Regions from separate parts of the Mus musculus genome. Here regions 1 and 2 are each linked to region 3. Evidence: chromatin contacts called from public HiChIP or PLAC-seq data. All regions are on one chromosome and are shown on one strand. Each heading gives the region's core, a stretch centred on a gene start, on an enhancer-like site or on the middle of the called end of the contact. The rest is flanking DNA. Distances are from core to core; before and after follow the strand shown.

Region 1 (3,568 bases), core at 642-3,141, 260 kb before region 3:
CATGGAATCTAAGCCCTTGGAATCATAAAACAAATCACATGCTTTCTCCCATAAGCTCCTTGGTCATGGTGCTTTGTCACAGCAACAAAAGAGGAACTAATGTGGGGTGTCATTTTTTTCTCTAACATAGCCACTGGGGAGGGGACTAAGTAGAAAGAAGGAGGATACAGCAGGAAATCAAAGACTATGTTAGCAGGCAAGGCAAGTTAATATAATCACCAGGCATTATGTGTACATATGAGACTCTCAAAAATGAAGAAAACAAAACAAATTGACAAATTCAGTTAAAGATGTGGCTCTGACACAAAGTTTTCACCTAAATTTATGAAGCCCTGAATCTCATCCATAACACCACAAAAAAAGGTGGAAGAAAAGGAGTTGTTGTCACTGTGACATCTATTTAGAAATACGTAGAACTTAAAATAAGTAAAATGACTTTGATGCAAATGTGCAAACTGTGAGACTTATCATCAGAAATCAACTTACTACAAAGCAAAGAAAATTAAAGCAGTATGGTGTTAACACGGGAAGAGAAAATGGGTAAGTGGAATGAACTCAAATGCTTAGGATTATTTGAATAGCATCAAAAAGATATCAACATTCTCCTTAGTAAAAAATGTGAGAAAAATTGTGTATACACACACACACACATATATAAACTTATCATTGGTTCATGTGCTTTATTTCATACTTAAAAATTAGGATACAGAAAATGTGGTACATCTACACAATGGAGTACTACTCAGCTATTAAAAAGAATGAATTTATGAAATTCCTAGCCAAATGGATGGACCTGGAGGGCATCATCCTGAGTGAGGTAACACATTCACAAAGAAACTCACACAATATGTACTCACTGATAAGTGGATATTAGCCCCAAACCTAGGATACCCAAGATATAAGATATAATTTGCTAAACACATGAAACTCAAGGAGAATGAAGACTGAAGTGTGGACACTATGCCCCTCCTTAGATTTGGGAACAAAACACCCATGGAAGGAGTTACAGAGACAAAGTTTGGAGCTGAGATGAAAGGATGGACCATGTAGAGACTGCCATATCCAGGGATCCACCCCATAATCAGCATCCAAACGCTGACACCATTGCATACACTAGCAAGATTTTATTGAAAGGACCCAGATGTAGCTGTCTCTTGTGAGACTATGCCGGGGCCTAGCAAACACAGAAGTGGATGCTCACAGTCAGCTAATGGATGGATCATAGGGCTCCCAATGGAGGAGCTAGAGAAAGTAGCCAAGGAGCTAAAGGGATCTGCAACCCTATAGGTGGAACAACATTATGAACTAACCAGTACCCCGGAGCTCTTGACTCTAGCTGCATATATATCAAAAGATGGCCTCATCAGCCATCACTGGAAAGAGAGGCCCATTGGACTTGCAAACTTTATATGCCCCAGTACAGGGGAACACCAGGGCCAAAAAGGGGGAGTGGGTGGTCAGGGGAGTGGGGGTGGGTGGATATGGGGGACTTTTGGTATAGCATTGGAAATGTAAATGAGCTAAATACCTAATAAAAAATGGAAAAAAATTTAGAATCAGATTATATTCCCGGATGTAAATAGTAAGACAACAAAGTCTCACATCCACAATATGAAAATCCCCAAGTGGCCATTGAAAAGACAAATCATCTTCGAATGGACATTTTGGATCCATTCAAATGCCTATTGAGCTAATGATTTGAACAAGGCTTCAATAAAGAGATTGCTGTGTGTCTGGGGTGTTAATAATTCCCTGTTAGTATTACTAGGACATCAAGGAAATGGGCATGAAAACCACAATGTGATGTAACTATACTCCCACAAACTGACTGAAATCAAGCCACTGCCAACACTCAACACTTGGTGGTGAGGATGTGGAACAACTGAAAATCTTATTCACTGCTAGAGGAAATGAAAGTGATACAGTTATTCTGTTGCACTGTCCAGCAGGGTTCAACCAAAGCAATACCCGTGCTTGTCTTGTGATCCAACCACTCCACATCTAGGCTCATTTTACAAACAAATCAGGCCACATGGACACAAAAGAACAGATAGGGCCATGCTTGTAACAGTTTCATTCATAATAATCCTGCGATGGTTAATATTGATTGTCAACTTGAAAATGTCTATAATCACCTAAAGGGCAAGTCAGTTGTATAGCTAATTCCTCCAAATTAAAATATTTCTTCCTGGAGGGACAAGAGGACTTCACAAGACTCAGGAAGTAAAACTCACAAAGCTTGAGAAGCAAATGAAATTCACAAGATCCATAACCGCTTTCACAATTATATAAATAGCAACAATTGCTCCTGAGAGGAGTCACTGAGCTGCCTGAAATTTGTGAAAATAGCTCTAGGTATTCAGCTTCCATGAGTCAACCACACGTTACAAACAATGGGATTTTTTTTTTTTTTTTAGTGATTTAGTTGTCTTTGGATCACCCATACTCCAGAAATAACTCCGCAGCCCCCAGTCTGTTAGTAACCCCAGGAACTCACCAGTTTGCTAAGCCAGAACTGGACAGGATTACTTATCTAGTCCTCAGGGCCTTATCTGGAGTGAATGAACACTTTTTTCATTTATGCACAATTTTATTTATATACAACTGATCCCAAACAATTTACAAAACTAAAGCTGAGTTGAGGAGGAGGAGTTACATAGTTCCTATGATGGATTATGAGATAGGTAACTAACACTGACCCATGTGGGTTGACCCAAGATGGCTGCTTTTCCCATATGCTAAAGAATGGTGTGCTTGCTTGTTGTAGAAGTGCTGTTATGCTTGACAACAGATGCCATCAAGACAAAGCCACCTGAGAGTGGAGCATCCTTGGTGGAATCCTAAAGTACTCACCTTCTTCTACTTGTTATGGAGTGACATTCATTGATGTTCACTATACAAATATGGAGATTCCCCCAGCACTGCCAGTAGACTAGAGAAAACCTTACAGTCTCTGAAAGTAGCACAAACAGAAAAAGATTATAAGCAAGTTGTGGAGTCAATTGCAAGGCCATTATTCTAGGTAATAAGATATAGAACAGATGTCTGTTTCCTGTAGCTTGTCTTTTGTGACTTTGTGGATTATTCTTTATTCTACCTTTCTTCACTCCCTTTCTTCCACCCTTTCAACCCCTTAATAAGAGAAAAAAAGAGTAGAGGAGGGAGAAGAGATCCCTGACTAAAGTCAGGAATTGGAAATCTGGTGTGTGTGTGTGTGTGTGTGTGTGTGTGTGTGTGTGTGTGTGTGTGTGTGTGTGTTGAGGGAGTGGTTTATTGCTAGATTACTTCCTGCTGATTTGGGTCATTGAGTTACTTGGGTCAAGTTTGACCTTCACCATCAGAATATCTAATTTTATTTTCTTTCTTCTATGCTCATGGCTACTTAACAAACTGTGACCAACAACAAGTAACCAACAACTCACCAACAATCCCCCCACTTCTTAAGACCCTAGGACATTTATATACCCTCTAAAAAGTCCCCAGAATTTCAAACATCACCCAGTCACAGAAACTATCTGCATCTGGAAAAAAAAAATCACACCTCTGCTAGAGCACGGGCAAGGCATAG
Region 2 (3,997 bases), core at 845-3,344, 280 kb before region 3:
TAAGACTCTTGGGGTTTGAACCCCACCACGCATCCTTCACTCTTCTTTTGCTGACACCTCCAAAAGTGAAGTAACAGAGATGGCACCCTTCTCCAAGGTCTTCTTCCAGCTCAACAGTGTCAATCTCTCAATACCCAGCCCCTCCTTGAACCAACTCCAGCAATGGCATTCTTAGAAGGAGAAGCCTGTGCTTAGTCTTAAGCATGAAACTATCTAATCAATTCTTGAAGAAAAACTACAGTATGCCTGCCATTTGACTTCAGGAAATGCAAATGCTTCAAAATAAGGTAGACTTTTTCCATCATTGGGTTTCTCAGAATTACAGCTGAGGTCACCCCACTGTACACATGAAGACCAAAGGGGAAAAACAGAAGAAAAAAACGCCTGCATGTGTGAGAGACAAGCCTGGGCTTGTACTTCTGCCACCATCTGTAGATGCTCAGCTCTGGCAGATATCACCACAAGCCACCTGATACAGAGGGACCTTAGGACTAGAGAGATAGAGCCTGTTTTTGATGTGACATCCTGGCTTTGATCCAGGGCATGAATCCTACTTTTCCACCTAACTTAGAATCTGTGAGAGTCAGGCCAATATTCTCCCTGCCAGGGGAAAAAGCAAGCACTCCTTCTCACTACACTGATGCCCTTAGCACTGGTCCAGCCAGAGCTACAGAAGGAAATAAGAGAGATGGTCTAGTTGACTCCACTCAGCAAATGCATCTTCTTGGCTGATCAGTAGGAGAGACTAAACAGTAGTCTCTGCCAGGATGTGTTTTAAAGGACAACTGGCTTGATAGAGGCAGGGCATTCCACTTGACAGGAACCAGAGGTATGCAGGTGGAAGCATATCCATGTAGTTGTGTACTGGAGCTGCACGTCTCCAAACTTGTGTAGAGTGGGGGGAAATCCGTTTGGGCATTAGAGTCACACTGACTGAGTTTTGATCTCCACCCTACTAGCAACTAGATGTGTGGCTGAGAACAAGCCAGTTAACCCTTTCTTATTCATCTATTTATTTATTTATATTCCAACTGCTGCACCCTCATCCCATTCCTCCCTCACAGAGTCCTTCTTCCCATTTCCCCTCCCCTTCTCCTCTAGGAGGATGCTCCCCCACTCCTCACCCATATATCCCCTCCCACCCTGGAATATCAAGTCCCTGCAGGATTAATTATGCACATCCTCTCCTGCTGAGGCAATACAAAGCAGTCCTCTGCTTCATACTTCATACGGCATCTGCATCTGTTTCAGTCAGCTGCCGGGTAGAGCATCTCAGAGGACAGTTATGCTAGACTCCTGTCTGCAAGCACAACATGGCATCCGTAATAGTGTCAGAGATTAGTGTTTACCCAAGGGATAGGTCTCAAGTTGGGCCGTTATTGTTTGGCCATTTCTTCAGTCTCTGCTCCATCTTTGCCCACCCTCCAGTTAAACTTTTAAAACCTATAGTTTCTAATGTAAATAACAGAGATAACTGTAAACTATCTCTCATGGGATGATTGTAAAAATTAAATCTCTTATGGGATGCTTGTAAAAAAATGTAAAAATGAAATCATGGCTGTAGCATGCTCAGTAAAACATTACAGAAATAGTCAACATTAGTTATGATGGTGGTAGTGGTGATGACATTTATTACTATTAAGACACAGAATAAAATGAGGGAGGGTATGGGCTGATACTGGAGAGATTGGGAGGAGTCAAAAGCCCATCAGAGCTGTAGGGAACATAAATTAGAAAGTGATTCACAGCAAAGAGAGTCCGATTTGCATCTCTCTGGTTTCTTTTGGTTGATGTTCTACAGTCCCAAAGATGAGATTGGACAACAGTCACACTTCCTTAGACTATTACACTTTGGGATCAAATTTCTGGTTATACACATCCACGAGTATGTGCAGGGCAGCAACAAGCCTCACAAGAACACTGCTTAGATGATAATTATGGGCTAAGATCTAGAGAGTGGAAGCTGGCCTTCAGCCTTTGATGGGCCAGAAGCCCCGTGTGAGTCCAGAACAGCTAGAGATGAATACTGCCCCTACTTCTGCTGGGGGTTCCTCTAGTAGTGAGCTTGCTCAGACAGCAGAGGGAACCCTTCACTCAGCTTCTAGCTGTTCTCGGGGCCCCAGGGTCTTTCTCGAATGAATCTGGACAATAAGATAAAGGAAGTAACTGGTAGTACCCATGTGTCTCTGTTTAGTTTCTGTTTCCAGGATCTGTCCGTTGGTGAGTCGGGTGTTGAAGTCTCCCACTATTATTGTGTGAGGTGCAATGTGTGCTTTGAGCTTTACTAAAGTTTCTTTAATGAATGTGGCTGCCCTTGCGTTTGGAGCATAGATATTTAGAATTGAGAGTTCATTTTGTAGATGAACTTTTGGTAGATTTTTACCTTTGATGAGTATGAAGTGCCCCTTCTTGTCTTTTTAGATAACTTTGAGTTGGAAGTCAATTTTATTTGATATTAGAATGGCTACTCCAGCTTGTTTCTTCAGACCATTTGCTTGAAAATTGCTTTCCAGCCTTTTACTCTGAGGTAGTGTCTGTCTTTATCCCCGAGGTGGGTTTCCTGTAAGCAGCAAAATGTTGGGTCCTGTTTGTGTAGCCAGTTTGTTAGTCTATATCTTTTTATTGGGTAATTGAGTCCTTTGATGTTAAGAGAAATCAAAGAAAAGTAATTGGTGTTTCCTGCATGGTACTGGTACAGCGACAGACAGGTAGGTAGATCAATGGAATAGAATTGAAGACCCAGAAATGAACCCACACACCTATGGTCACTTGATCTTTGACAAGGGAGCTAAAACCATCCAGTGGAAAAAAGACAGCATTTTCAACAATTGGTGCTGGCACAACTGGTTGTTATCATGTAGAAGGATGAGAATTAATCCATTCTTATCTCCTTGTACAAAGCTCAAGTCTAAGTGGATCAAAGAACTCCACATAAAACCACAGACACTGAAATTTATAGAGGAGAAAGTGGGGAAAACCCTTAAAGATATGGGCTCAGGGGAAAAAATTCCTAAACAGAACAGCAATGGTCTGTGCTGTAAGATCAAGAATCGACAAATGGGACCTCATAAAATTGCAAAGCTTCTGTAGGGCAAAAGATACTGTCAATAAGACAAAAAGGCCACCAACAGATTGGAAAAGAATTTTTACCAATCCTAAATCTGATAGGGGACTAATATCCAATATATACAAAGAGCTCAAGAAGCTGAACTCCAGAGATTCAAATAATCCCATTATAAAATGGGGCTCAGAGCTGAACAAAGAATTCTCAACTGAGGAATACCAAAGGGCTGTGAAGCACTTTAAAAATGTTCAGCATCCTTAATTATCAGGGAAATGCAAATCAAAACAACCCTGAGATTCTACCTCACACCAGTCAGAATGGCTAGGATCGAAATTTCAGGTGACAGCAGATGCTGGTGAGGATGTGGAGAAAGAGGAACACTCCTCCATTGTTGGTGGGATTGCAAGCTGGTACAACCACTCTGGAAATCAGTCTGGCAGTTCCTCAGAAAACTGGACATAGTACTACTGGTAGATCCAGCAATACCTCCCCTTGACATATACCCAGAAGATGTTCCAACCGGTAAGAAGGACACATGCTCCACTATGTTCATAGCAGCCTTATTTATAATAGCCAGAAGCTGGAAAGAACCCAGATGTCCCTCAACAGAGGAATGGATACAGAAAATGTGGTACATTTAGACAATGGAGTAGTACTTAGCTATTAAAAAATGAATTTATGAAATTCTTGGGCAAATGGATGTATCTGGAGGATATCATCCTGAGTGAGGTAACCCAATCACAAAAGAAGTAACTTGATATGCACTCACTGATTAGTGGATATTAGCCTAGAAACCTATCAAGGAGGAAGACCAACGCATGGATACTTCATTCCTCCCTAGAATAGGGAATAAAATATTCATGGAAGGAGTTGCAGAGACAAAGTTTGGAGCTAAGACGAAAGGAAGGACCATCCAGAGACTGCCTCACCCAG
Region 3 (3,831 bases), core at 1,234-3,733:
GTGGGAATGCTCCTTATGGGGGCTCCTTTGCTGACCTCCTGAGTCACCAATCTGCTACCACCTGTGACACGTGTCCCAAGAAAGATCATGTCCTATTAAATGCCACGAAGAGCACACCAGTCCTGAGAAAAATCCTCTAGATCATTCATGTGCTACCAAGGGAGGTTGACACTGGGGAAGGCAGGAAGCATACAGATGACACACACCTACTTGAATCCAAACTGGCCCCCAAGCCCCACTGCCCGCTGACCTTCAGGGAGGAACTGAACCTTCTGGCTTCTTCACTGTTTCTCTCCAGATTTCAACAGGCACAGCTGCACAAGGCTGGGATGCTCTGCAAAATGAAAATGGGGGGAGGGGACTCCTGTTGAGAACAGAAGGATCTGCGGTCAGGGGGATGGATCCGAGGGTAAAAAGCACTTGCTGCCCAAGCCTGGTTCCCCAAGTTCTACCCCAAGGTGCCCCTATAAAAAGCCAGATGAAGAGGCAGGAGCGTCTACAATGGCAGTGTTCCCCTTACTCTGCCCACAGCCCAGATTCCGTTCTCTCCTCAACATGGGTTTCCTGTTCCGTGGTCAAGACATACTCTCTCCAAAGCTGAGTGGCTATCAGCCAAAGAGTCGGGAGAAGGATTTTAGTGACTCCAGGGTCTCAGCCCTCAGCACCCACGCTTGGGCTGGCTTCCTTTCCAGCTAATTCATGGAATCATCTTCGAGTGGGTCAGAAGAAACCACAATTCCTAGGCAGTGATATAGAAACCAAGTCCAGTCAGCCTGAGTCTCCTTGCGGCTCATGCTCAGTCCAACTCACAACAGCGGTCTCAAACAAAGGAGTACTTACCAGCCTATCTTAGTGCGCCTGCTCTTTCTATAGACCCAAGAGGCACAATGGCCACAAGGTTGCGCCCCTCTGCTGCCTCTGAGCAACTGCTAGGTAGGCCACAAGGCAGACCCAACCCTGACATCTGTACTCCTGGCCGAGGACTCAGGCCCTCTCGGTGAAGCCTCCCAACACTGGAGTGTTGAAAAGGCTGGGAGGAGCTGACACAGACTGGAGTTGCTCAAGCCCGGGGCTGCACAGAAGGATCCACTGGTTGCAAAATGCCACAATGAAGCATTGTGTCGGGGGCAGAAATCACAGCACCCACATCAGCCCCCTCAGCTGCCCACAGAGACCCAATCAGCAGACTCCAGTCACACACCCAAGTTTGTGTGTGTTGGCTAAAAGTAACCTGCCCAGCCCAACCACTTCCCACCTGGGTAGCCTTGAGCAAGGTAACAAGACTTCTCTCTGCCTCCATTTCCTGGAAAGGAGACAAGGACAGACACTTAGGATTGCCCTATGGGTTCCACGTCCATGAGATCCACACTTGGGAAAAGGTTGATTACTGAGAGAAGGTAGCTGTCATCAACCTATGCCACAAACATTCCCTGAGAACCTTCTAGGGCCAGCCCCTGGACTGTAAAACCAGGAGTGGAACATGGAGCGTTTGCTCAGCCCTCCCCTGCAGGGATCACCATCCACTGGGGAAAACACACTCAGAACTGCCAGAGAGATGAGGAGGAGGAAACTAGGCAGCAAAGGTGGAGGACGACAGACTCCCTGGGCTGCCTAAATGGGCTGCTTCGCCAAGGAGGAGACTGAAAGGAGCCACACAGAACTGAATGGACTCGACTCAGAGGTCAGGATGGGTCCAGGGCTCCCCGTGTACATTCTCATCCAAGTACCGAGGCTACAGGGCCATGAGGGGTCAGGCAGGACCCCAATGGCAAATGCTAACCATTTACCACCTCCTCAGCTCTGCTCCAATCTTCAGCACACAAGTAAGGGAGCCCCACACCATGGTAAGCAAAGCACAGAGGGAGCAAGTGACTGCCGACCGAGTTCCTCTGGGAACCCACATTGCAACCAGATTTTCCAGTTGCGGGCTGTGCAGACTCAAGCCCCCAAGAGGTCTCATCTCTGCACAGTGCCTGCCAGCCTCACCAACATCTGAGCGCCTAACATATCCTGAAAGGAAAGAAAGAAAAAAAAAAAATGGATTTCCTTCTTCTAACTCAGCTTCATTAATTACAATGCAAGTCCAACACATCAGAGAAGCAGCAGTCCCCCAAAAGTTTAGGGCAGAAAAACCTGGCTGGACAAGGAGTTCAAACGCCCCATTTCAATGATGAGAACATTAAGCCCCGGAAGAGAAAGCCGACTATCCAAGGTCAGGGAGCAAACCCGGAGGGAGCCAAAACAGAAAGCCGGCTCGGCGCGGCCCGGCCCGGCGTCTCCCACCGTACCTGGCCTCGGGCTTGGGCAGCAGGCTCCCCGATCTCTGCCCTCTGGCCTTGGGGTTCCTTTACCCCAGAAATCACCCGCCCTGCCCTGCAGATCCCACGCCTGACGCGTGGGGCGGGAAGAGGTCACCCGAGCCTGAGCGGAGGGACGCGCACGCAGGCCCCGCGGCCCCAACCCCCGAGCGCGGGAGCGCGGACGCGCGGGCACGCGCACGGCTCGCGCACACTCACCGCCGCGCTGCCGCCCGGGCCGCTCAGGGTCAGAGGTTCCATGCCCCTTGTACGCCGCGGCGTCCCGGCGCCGCCGCCCCCGCCGTCCCCGCGCGCCCTTTTTGGGGCGCGTCGCCCCAGCCGGTCTCCGCCGAGTCGCCCTACGGCAGGAGCGTCTCTCGGGCCGAGCCCGGAGCGTTTCATCAGCCACGCTCCCCCAGGGCGCCGGTAGGGGCCCTGCGCCCGCCACGTGCATGAGATCTGAGCTCGTCCCTGCAGTGAAGGAGCGGGGCGGGGAGGCCTGTCCCGAGTGACAAAGTCATGGGATCCGATGCATGAGGCACACTCGGGACCAGAAGTTTCTTCCAGGCTTGTTTTTAATGAAAAACGGTGTTCAGTATTGAAAGCGTCGGTGTAGTCTCCACTTTGTATCTGCGTTTTCTTTAAAAATCTTTAGTTGAGACAGTGCTGTGAAATTGTGTGAGATCTTTACGAAATAATGTGTGAGGTGTTCAAACACACACTTGCACACCCCGCTCCTTGAGATTTAAAAGGATCTGTGATGGCCTGCTTCTTTTTCCAGGTAAATCACTAGTCTTGGGTTCACCTTGGTGGGTTGTTCTGACAACAGCAGACCTGGCTAACTACATGTACTTTTCTTTGGAGTACGTGTTTATATCCTATTAGCCACCAAACATTGTCTTTCAACAAAGACGGTGGGCACTTGGTTGCTGCACCAACAGCCTGGTTTCTTTTTCAGGGGATCGATGAATGCACAGGTGGTTCCCACCCTTGCTTACAGGAAGGACTAGGGCAGTACATGCCACTGCCCTTGTCTCTACAAGTGGTCTTGTACACACAGAGAGACACAAACACATTTCTTCCTTTTAACAACTCTTGAGGACTTCCAGACCACAGGACTTACATGTGCCTGCAGGATGTTTCCAGGCAGCGAGAATGAATTGAAAACCCAAATTAGCATATCCCATGGAGGTGCCCACGGGGACAAGTGAGGATCAAGGTGGCAGGCTACTGAAAATGAACTTATCTGTGAGCAAATCAGCACTGAGTACCTGCTCTGTGCCAGCCTTGCCCTGGGCAGTAGAAAACAGTTCGTGGGAGCCTCCCATGTAGTTTGATCAACTTGCTAAACAGTAATGTAGAGGCCTGGGAACAAAAGACCCAAGGGTGCTGAGACTTCTAAATGCTGACCCGGCTATTGAAAAGGAAACAGCAACAAGCTGTGGCCTAGCCCCGCCCCACCCCCAACCCTGCCTGTGAAGCAACCCTCCTCAATGTCAGAGATGCCCTACTGCCTTCCCACCAGCCTGTCTTC

Evidence for each region. HiChIP or PLAC-seq counts read pairs in DNA pulled down with a chosen protein or histone mark.
Region 1: an H3K4me3 HiChIP or PLAC-seq map of bone marrow-derived macrophages shows a contact between it and region 3, with 2.7 times the contacts expected there. The contact joins the enhancer-like site here to the promoter of Tmem268 in region 3. A contact is called at or near these places in 2 of 39 promoter capture datasets (the HPC-7 cell line and cranial neural crest) and 3 of 115 datasets of contacts at active chromatin or transcription factors (bone marrow-derived dendritic cells and bone marrow-derived macrophages).
Region 2: an H3K27ac HiChIP or PLAC-seq map of bone marrow-derived dendritic cells shows a contact between it and region 3, with 6 times the contacts expected there. The contact joins the enhancer-like site here to the promoter of Tmem268 in region 3. A contact is called at or near these places in 12 of 39 promoter capture datasets (the 3T3-L1 cell line, cranial neural crest, embryonic stem cells and 7 more), 2 of 15 datasets of contacts at CTCF or cohesin (the NIH/3T3 cell line and large pre-B cells), 14 of 484 Hi-C or Micro-C datasets (B cells, CD4 T cells, CD8 T cells and 8 more), 13 of 115 datasets of contacts at active chromatin or transcription factors (T-cell acute lymphoblastic leukemia, VIP interneurons, astrocytes and 9 more) and 2 of 9 other capture datasets (liver and macrophages).

What each region holds. Positions count from the first base shown.
Region 1 is chr4:63,814,219-63,817,786 of GRCm38.p6, reverse strand. No RefSeq gene overlaps it. Among named protein-coding and RNA genes, the nearest start is that of Tnfsf8, 45 kb to the left of the region's middle. Within about 2 kb of position 1,891, at least 21 of the 459 cell types and tissues checked have an H3K27ac peak or open chromatin away from gene starts, as enhancers often do. A contact at or near this core is called in bone marrow-derived dendritic cells and bone marrow-derived macrophages, where this site is marked.
Region 2 is chr4:63,838,753-63,842,749 of GRCm38.p6, reverse strand. All of the region lies in intron 2 of Tnfsf8 (tumor necrosis factor (ligand) superfamily, member 8), which reads left to right. Among named protein-coding and RNA genes, the nearest start is that of Tnfsf8, 21 kb to the left of the region's middle. Within about 2 kb of position 2,094, at least 17 of the 459 cell types and tissues checked have an H3K27ac peak or open chromatin away from gene starts, as enhancers often do. A contact at or near this core is called in B cells, CD8 T cells, Th1 cells and 3 more, where this site is marked.
Region 3 is chr4:63,557,415-63,561,245 of GRCm38.p6, reverse strand. It overlaps Tmem268 (transmembrane protein 268), which reads right to left and starts at 2,483. Exons shown (of 10, transcript NM_001356354.1): 1 at 2,289-2,483; 2 at 251-334.